3 separate regions of the Gossypium hirsutum genome follow, and regions 1 and 3 are each linked to region 2. The links are chromatin contacts, called in public Hi-C maps. All regions are on one chromosome and are shown on one strand. Each heading gives the region's core, a stretch centred on a gene start, on an enhancer-like site or on the middle of the called end of the contact. The rest is flanking DNA. Distances are from core to core; before and after follow the strand shown. Region 1 holds the start of LOC107886632 (probable inactive receptor kinase At1g27190). Region 2 holds the start of LOC107886628 (pyruvate dehydrogenase E1 component subunit alpha, mitochondrial). Region 3 holds the start of LOC107886631 (TORTIFOLIA1-like protein 4).

Evidence for each region. A called contact is a pair of places that touch in the nucleus more often than the background predicts.
Region 1: a contact with region 2 is called in a Hi-C map of leaf, with 2.7 times the contacts expected there. The contact joins the promoter of LOC107886632 here to the promoter of LOC107886628 in region 2. A contact is called at or near these places in 3 of 34 Hi-C or Micro-C datasets (callus and leaf).
Region 3: a Hi-C map of leaf shows a contact between it and region 2, with 2.2 times the contacts expected there. The contact joins the promoter of LOC107886631 here to the promoter of LOC107886628 in region 2. A contact is called at or near these places in 4 of 34 Hi-C or Micro-C datasets (callus and leaf).

What each region holds. Positions count from the first base shown.
Region 1 is chrA03:101,569,739-101,572,740 of Gossypium_hirsutum_v2.1, reverse strand. LOC107886632 (probable inactive receptor kinase At1g27190) reads right to left here and starts at 1,585. Exons shown (of 1, transcript XM_016810656.2): 1 at 1-1,585. The coding sequence starts at 1,144.
Region 2 is chrA03:101,420,605-101,423,304 of Gossypium_hirsutum_v2.1, reverse strand. It overlaps LOC107886628 (pyruvate dehydrogenase E1 component subunit alpha, mitochondrial), which reads left to right and starts at 1,366. Exons shown (of 8, transcript XM_016810651.2): 1 at 1,366-2,549; 2 at 2,625-2,700. The coding sequence starts at 1,850.
Region 3 is chrA03:101,549,380-101,552,150 of Gossypium_hirsutum_v2.1, reverse strand. It overlaps LOC107886631 (TORTIFOLIA1-like protein 4), which reads right to left and starts at 1,382. Exons shown (of 5, transcript XM_016810655.2): 1 at 76-1,382. The coding sequence starts at 888.

The sequences.
Region 1 (3,002 bases), core at 336-2,835, 150 kb before region 2:
ATGTCCCATTAGGCATATGCTTATAAACCAAAAGCCTCTCTTCTTCCACAACACAATACCCTAAGAGCGGAACCAAATTTGGATGCCTAAGTTGTCCTAACCTATTCATTTCTGACCTAAACTGTTTCTCACTAAGCTTACAAGTGCTTAACCTCTTAATCGTCAAGGCAGAGCCGTCCGGCAACACCGCCATGTAGGATACTCCAGTCCTGGTCGAAATAACAGCGTTCTCCGCATCGAAATTGTTCGTTGCCACCATTAAATCCGCCAATTTAATCTTGTTTATTGGCTTTTGGAATAACGATACTTGAACAAGGTTATGAGATTTCAGCAGTTCAATCCAACTACTACCATCTTTGCCCTCCACATCGTAACTTTTCTTTCTTTTTTCGCCTGCGCCGGCTCGGAGAAAGAACCACCACCAAATGGCGAAACCGACGATTAACGAAACTGCGGCGCCAGTCACACCAGCTATTATGATAATTCCCAGATTTTTAGCGTTCAATCCACCGCATTTTGATAAGGGTTTCCCACAAAGTCCATGGTTACCATCAAAACCATCTTCCCCGAATCTGGCTAGATCTGAGGGGATGGAGCCAGACAAGTCGTTACCGGCAACGGAAAACCGTTTAAGGCGGTCCAACCGAGCTAGCTCGTAAGGGATCGAACCAGACAATTTGTTATCGGATAAAACGAGGTCGTTTAGGAACTTACAGTCGACAATCTGAAGAGGGATGGAACCAGAGAAAAGGTTACCAGAGAGATCGAGATGAACGAGGTAAGGAAGCCAAGAGCATATATCGCTAGGAATGGGACCGGAGAGAGAGTTGTTAGAAAGATCTAGAATCTGGAGGCTCCGACAGTACTTCAAAGAGTCCGGTAGCTGACCCGACAGCTTCATGGAAGGGAGGTGGAGGCTAATGATTCGGTTTTCCTTCTCATTCCAGCACGAAACGCCGGTGAGCTGGCAAACGGAGGTGGATGAGCGGTTGCTGAAGCTCCAGGTCGAAAGAGGGGAGTCGGCGCCGGTAAGGGATTTTTTCAGTCCTTCAAGACAGGCGATGTCATCTTCGATGGCGAAAGAGAGCAAGAAATTAAAGAGCAAAAGCAAGGATGTCGCCAAAATGAGAATGTTCTTCTTCATGGCTGAGCTGCCGGCGCCGCTTGATGCTCTGCGTTAGAGTTAGGGTTTCTGTTTTCCCTTGTTAAAAGAGGTGAGAGATGACGGTTAGAAGAGGAAACAAAATGGAGGAAGAGGAAGAGGAAGATGAGGGAAATAGGCAGCTGACATTTGACTGTTTGGAGACAAAGAGAAAGAGAGGAAAAAAAGGGGAAAAGAAAGGAGTAGCTAAGCTCAACTCAGCTCAGCAGCTGCTGCTGCTGCTGTTGTTGTTTTAGCTTTTTTGACTGCCAGTTGAAATTTTCATGTTCGACTTTGTCTTTTCCTATTTTAGTAGCCTTTTTCTTGTTGTCTTATAAATTAATTATAATGAAACTTAAGACTTTTGTATATAGATTTAGATTTAGCTATAAAGCGGCACCGTATTGCATGGGGAAGTAGATCAACATCAAGATTTGTTTTGTAAATGCGAAGGTGATTGAGAGGGATGGGGTCTTATTCTGAGACAAATAACATGCTGCCGAGTTTTGGGTCAATTGTGGGCCCATAACCCTATCTCTTTTTCTTTAATAATAACTTTCGGTCCTCTGCTCTTTGTAACGTTATATTATCATTGTGTTGTAAGTTTCAACGTCTTGAATAACGGGAAACGGTTTTCCCTTTTTTTTTCTTTTTTTCTTTTTGGGGGTTAAAATGCGCGTATATACCTCCTGGCTCCTGTATTTAGCTCTTTATTTTTTAAATTTTAAAGTTTAAATTTAACTGTTAATATCGTCAACTTTTTTATTAGATTTTTTTATTGTGACATTTTGAATTAAAAAAATTATTTATTTAGTAATTATGTAATTAAAAATTATTTTAATAAAAAATTAAAAAATTTAATAGTTTAATCAGAATTTTGAAATTAAAAAATTTAAAAAATTAAATTCCAATACACACTAATTTTAAAAAATAAATTGCCTCCCTTTTAATGATAAAAAATAAAAAAGTTGATTATTGCTATAAATAAAGGTTGGGCTGAGTCCATTTAGTAATTAAGAGGCCCAGTGTTGGGTAAATCCCATGGAGGCCGTCAAAGTCACAGATTGTTAGTATATTAATATTTTCTAGCCTTTCCGATTAATTACTATTAAATCAATCAACTAATAAGTTTGGTTTAATTGATTATATATAATGGGACCGAATGTCGTTTGTAGCACTAAGAAAGACGAACATAGACAACCGAAAAACGTATGATATGATGGGAGAATCCCTTGGCGTAAAAGCCTCTTTTTATTAAAAAAGGATGAAAAATCATAAAACTCCATGTAAGTCAGTGGGTGCTCTTTCACAATTGATTGGATTAAATGGAATGAAGTAGTAAAAGTGGCAATGCAATTAATGGTGTAAAGTTTGGACGTTGAAATCCACCATATTTAATCAAAACAATGTTTCTTTCTATAGTCAACCCACTCTCCAAAATGGAATCAGTGTTATGGCAATGTGCTGCCAAATTAGCCTACACGTATCTTTTTACTATATTTTATATTTTATATATTATTGATTTTATATATCTATACTGCTATAAATGAAAAAAAAAACAACAACAACACTAAACAATTACAATAAAAAAATATAAAATTAAAAGTTTAATGTATCTTTTTGAATTAAACTACGCATAATTTGAGGATGTGTGAAGAACACTTTGATACTTGTGAATATTATAGCATCATGTTTGGTCATAAAATCTGTAACTTTATTGTGCACTTTTGAAGTATGACGGATACGAACCTTCTAATTCCTATGTAATAACTTATGAATAGCCCGTAGAAACCACATTATTACTAAAAGCAATTATAAATTTCAAACATGGATAATGAAATAGAATTAAAAGATTAAAAGA
Region 2 (2,700 bases), core at 117-2,616:
ACAATTTTAATATGAGATTCATTACAAATATATTTTAAAAGTAATTCAATAACCATCACAAAGTTTATGCTTTTTAGATATTGATATATTAGCTCTTCTGAAGCTTTCAACTAATTTTGTACCATCAAATATTGAAATAATATTTGTTTGTTTCAGTACCAAATAATATAAATATTTTCTATCTGTAATGATAGAATTCATTACTACATTTTCATATCATTCCTCAAAGAATATTAACAGAAACAAAATATTTGGGCATACGCCACATATGTGGCCAATAATATTTCGTATTACATTGATAACATAAATTCTTTATCCTTTCAAGAGCTATCTTGAGAACTCTTATTGTTCTCTTATTTATTACTATGTTCCTACTTTTAGTGGTCCTTAATTATATCTTTTATTTTCTTTATGTTTGCATTCACTTTAGGGAATGTAACAAATTTAGTAGGACAACCTCTATTGATTTTTTATTCCATAATCACCATCGTAAACATGCGTGGATTTTAAATCAGAATCTATCCATTCATGTTGTCATGATTATTCTCCAATTATAATAAACATGATATAATAAATAAAATATAGTAAAATACATCTGAAAATCTTTAACATCATTGTCATCATCTTGACTATTATCACGAGTATCTATTCTGAGATTGAATCTTTCAACATCCTGAAGATGAAGTTGTAAGGGTGGAAGTTTAAGGTGAAAAAGAATTTGATTTGTGGGACGACTTCGAAATATTTTGAAAAAATAGAGAATCATCGTGCTGATAACGTGTTATAAAATAAAGAAAGATAGAGAGAATAAAGAACAAAGAAAATATGAAAGCAATAGAGAATATACTTTATTAATCAAATGGATAATTACAATACTTCATCATAATCTCTATTTATAGGCATAAGAAGTATAAAAGAAGTAGAGATCTAATTTTAATAATTATTAGAATTTAAAATATATCAAAACTTTACCTTGATCATAATAAACATCTACTTAATAAGATATTTATAACAATAAATAATTAATTAGTCATTAATTCCAATTATGTATAAAAATTAGTATTAATTGTTATTCCTTAAATTGATTGAGTTAGAATAAGAAATATGTTGTCTAATTTAGGCAGCGGATAATGAAATAGGCAGTCTATTCAGAGTGTTAGGTAATAAGAATAAAGTATTAAGCAGGCCGCCAAGCCACCAACCCCGTGTGCAGTGCCGCACCAATTCCTTTACCAAAATAAATGGCAACTACAAGTCAACATCATCTAAGGTTTGCTTGGTTTTTTCCTTTTGCTGGCCAATCAACAGCATCAGAGGTTACCGTCAAAGTATTTATATCTACTTTTGCATGCTTAACTTTTCCTTGTTCAATAATCTTTAATTCCATCATTTACATAACTAGAAATACAATAAATGTGCTTTCTTTATTATCTTATTTTATTCTTATTTTATTATTTATCTCTTCTAATTTACATTTTTAAATTTAATAAAAAAAGAGATTATTATAAATTATCGAAAAATTTGATTGGTTAGAATTCAATTTAAGAATAAAAATTATTAATAAAAATAAAATTTTCGAGAGATATAGAAAGATGCTCTACATTAAAAGCTACTTAATTGACTTATTAGATATATTTAAGGATTATTATATTACGATTAAAATGGGATATGGAATAATGTTTAAAAATAATTCTTTAGAAGCAGTGAAGAGTTGAAAATCTCCCCCGCTACAACAATCAATATTTAATTCCTCTCCACCAAATATACCAAACTCTCTTATTCGCTTTCCTTTTTCCTTCGCTCTCTCTTTAGATCCGATCAACCGCCATCTCTTAATACGACGGTGGGCATGGCTCTATCGCGGCTCGCCTCTTCTTCTTCTTCTTCACGCTCCGCTGATCTTCTGAAACCCCTCTGCTCTGCCATCTCCCTCCGACGCCCGATCTCCACCGATACCACTCCCATAACTGTGGAGACCTCCGTTCCTTTCACCTCTCACCAGTGCGACACCCCCTCACGCTCCGTCCAGACCAATGCCAAGGAGCTCCTCACCTTCTTCCGGGACATGGCGCTGATGCGTCGGATGGAGATCGCTGCCGATTCACTCTACAAGGCCAAGCTCATCCGCGGTTTCTGCCACTTGTACGACGGTCAAGAAGCTGTCGCCGTCGGCATGGAAGCTTCCATAACTAAAAAGGACTGTATCATAACCGCCTATCGTGACCACTGCACGTTCGTCGCTCGCGGTGGGACCCTGCTGGAAGTTTTCGCCGAGCTGATGGGACGCCAGGCTGGATGTTCTAGGGGCAAAGGAGGTTCGATGCATTTTTACAAGAAGGATTCAAATTTCTATGGCGGTCACGGGATTGTCGGAGCCCAGGTTCCTTTAGGATGTGGCTTGGCGTTTGCCCAAAAGTATTCTAAAGACGAAGCGGTCACCTTTGCTTTATATGGTGATGGGGCTGCTAATCAAGGGCAGTTGTTTGAGGCTTTGAACATCTCTGCACTTTGGGATCTGCCTGCAATTTTGGTCTGCGAGAATAATCATTGTGAGCAATTTGAATTGGAATGAAATTTTATTGGTCTATTAAATTTTTGTGGACTTTATTTATTTGATGTAACAGATGGTATGGGGACGGCTGAATGGAGAGCCGCAAAGAGTCCTGCTTACTACAAACGTGGGGATTATGCTCCTGGTTT
Region 3 (2,771 bases), core at 133-2,632, 130 kb before region 2:
TTCCCTCTAATTTCCTTATCGGGGAAAAATATAAATTATTAAATGGTTACTGAGCAAAGATAGAAATGGATGCACCTTATCAAACCTCTTATTGCCAAGAGCGGTCACACACGCCGCTTTATACTCAGCTGCCAGTTCTTTCTCCGCCATAGCCACCTTCCCTAACGCGTCCGCCGCCGCCTTTCTCGTTCCCCAGTCTTCGCTACTCAAAGACTCCACCGCGCATGGCACAAACCAATCCAGGACTCCTTTACTTCCGGCACCGCCAACACTAGCGACGTTTCCAATAACTCCAAACACCGCCGCTTTCGCTTTGAAACTCTCGCTCCTCACTAACTTCCCCAACTTCGGCAACACCTTCTTAAGCTGCTCCGTCTCGGGATCCGGCGCCGCCTCGATCGCCGCGGACAAACACATCGCCGCACCGATCTGCGAGTTAACGTCTTGCTCCACCACGAGCATTTCGATCAAAGGCTTCGACAAAACAGAAAATGGAGGCTTCGTGATGTGAGACGACATAGCGGTCGTTGCCTCGACACAAGCGGACCGGACGGCGGAGTCGGGGTCACGGAGGCGGCGAGCAAGGGTGGAAATCATCTTAGAAAGGTGGGGAGATAAGACGTTACCGTGCGACTGAGACATCAAAGTCAAAAGGATTACACATTGCCTCCGAACGGGAGACTTGGCGGAAGAGTCGGTATTGTGAAGGCAGTTGAGGAAGGGAGAGATGGAATCGACAGTCAGGTTCCGAGCGATGGACTCGAGCTCAGCGGAAGCGAGAGCGAGAGTGTCGCGGTCGGCGAGTTTGTTAAGGCAAGTGAAAACGCGTTGTTTGAGATCGTGCAGTTGCTGTTGAAGACTTTGCGGTGACCGATTCTTAGAAGACATTGTTGTTTATGGCTAAGCTATGATATCCGCGACGCCTTCCCCTTCTAACCTTTGGGTCTAACACTTGCAGCAGCATTCGAGAGGAAACTGGAATTGGCGGAGAAATTTTAGGAAATTGCGGCAGGAGAGGATGGGTGTCTAATATATATATATATATTTGTGCCGACGCCAATATCAAACGGACCTAAATATTCAACCAATAAGACCGGATCACAGGATAATACTGCATCTTTTATCCATTCCATTAATTATTAATATCATCTACGATCAATAACAATAGCTTCACGGGTTTAACAAATAGATTACACATTTTTAAGGAAGAAAACATAAATATATTAATATAAAAAGTAAAAAAATTGTTGAACAAAGGGTAATGTCACGTATTAGTATTAGTATTAGTATTACAATGGACAGTAAGAAATTAATCCTAATTTGCTCAAGTCAAAGATCACATGGACAAGAGTAGTTGCCCATGCCAGCTATATATGTACGACGCATATATCAGTATGAATATCATTATTTATTGAGGGTTAGCCTACTAGTATCTGTACAGGCTCAAAATTTGCCAGGATCCTTCAACAATTAGTTCTATAAAATAAAATAAACAAGGGTATGACACATGGTAACATGAGCATCCCAACTGTAACCATTTTGACTTAACACCTTATTATTATTGTTTCTCTGGTGAACTTATCCACATGGATTTAGGGTTAAATCTAGGATTAGTAGAGCTTAGCTGAATGAAATGGTGAGCATGTGAGGAGGCAAAGAATAATGGAGACAAGAAAGGTTCAAAGTTCTGAATTCAACAGTCAATCACGTGACTATTAGTATGGGGTGGATGGGCACAATACTTTCTAGATCTAGCAACTTTAAATTCACTACATAACATGAAAATATATAAGCACAAGACTTGACCCTCTCTTCCTAATTTTGATATCAAATACTTAATACAAATGGTAACTCAAAGTTCCATCCAAAAATATGAGTGAAAAAGGGATGTGATGAGATAGATAATCATGATTATGGCGAGTAAGTTTACGTTTAACTCCCACTAATTTTGGGCTTTGAAACAAAGGACCCACTGCATTTTTTTCTTGTCGTTAACGCCCTATCCATTACCTCCAAATTTGCTTTGTGCAAAATTTACGCTTCATATTATTAGGGGTAAAAAGATTAGAGATGGTGGTGATCCACCCCGTAAATTAAGTGTCATTGGGGATAAAAATGATGAAATATTTAAGCATGGAGACAACAACCTGGAGAAGAAGTAATTATATAGTCATTACCTTTCCCCTAATTTAAAGGGAAGGGATAAGAATAATATTATTACTCAAATATTAATTTAGATCTATTCCATGTGATTTTCTTTTTTTTAATTTCATGATAACAATGATAAAATTGTTGGCACTTCTTGGCCTTATGCTGTTATGAATTTCTTAATATCAATTATTTACATGTTAATAATTAGTACCAGGCAAGCTCACTGCAATTATCAGATATATGTTAATTAATCTCATTATTGAAGACTAAACAGCTTCTTCTTATTTTTAGACCATAATTTTGCTGGTGTAAGAAACTTATATCCATTGTCTTTACTGGGATTTAATCAGATGAACATGTATGACTTGTTTGCAATCCAATTTTCTTTGGAACAAAAACGAATCCTTTTTCAAACATTGTGATGGAACCTGTAATTATATCAACTTAGTGTTCTACCATCCCAAAACAAAGCCTTTGCAACTTAGTCCATTTATTATAAGCTATTCACAAAAATGCATAACAAAAAAGTTTCTTTGCTTCAAACGTGATAATGCTTTCGACTGGACTATGCATAGACCTATTAATTTGATTTTAAAATTTTATTTCACGGTTTCAAATTT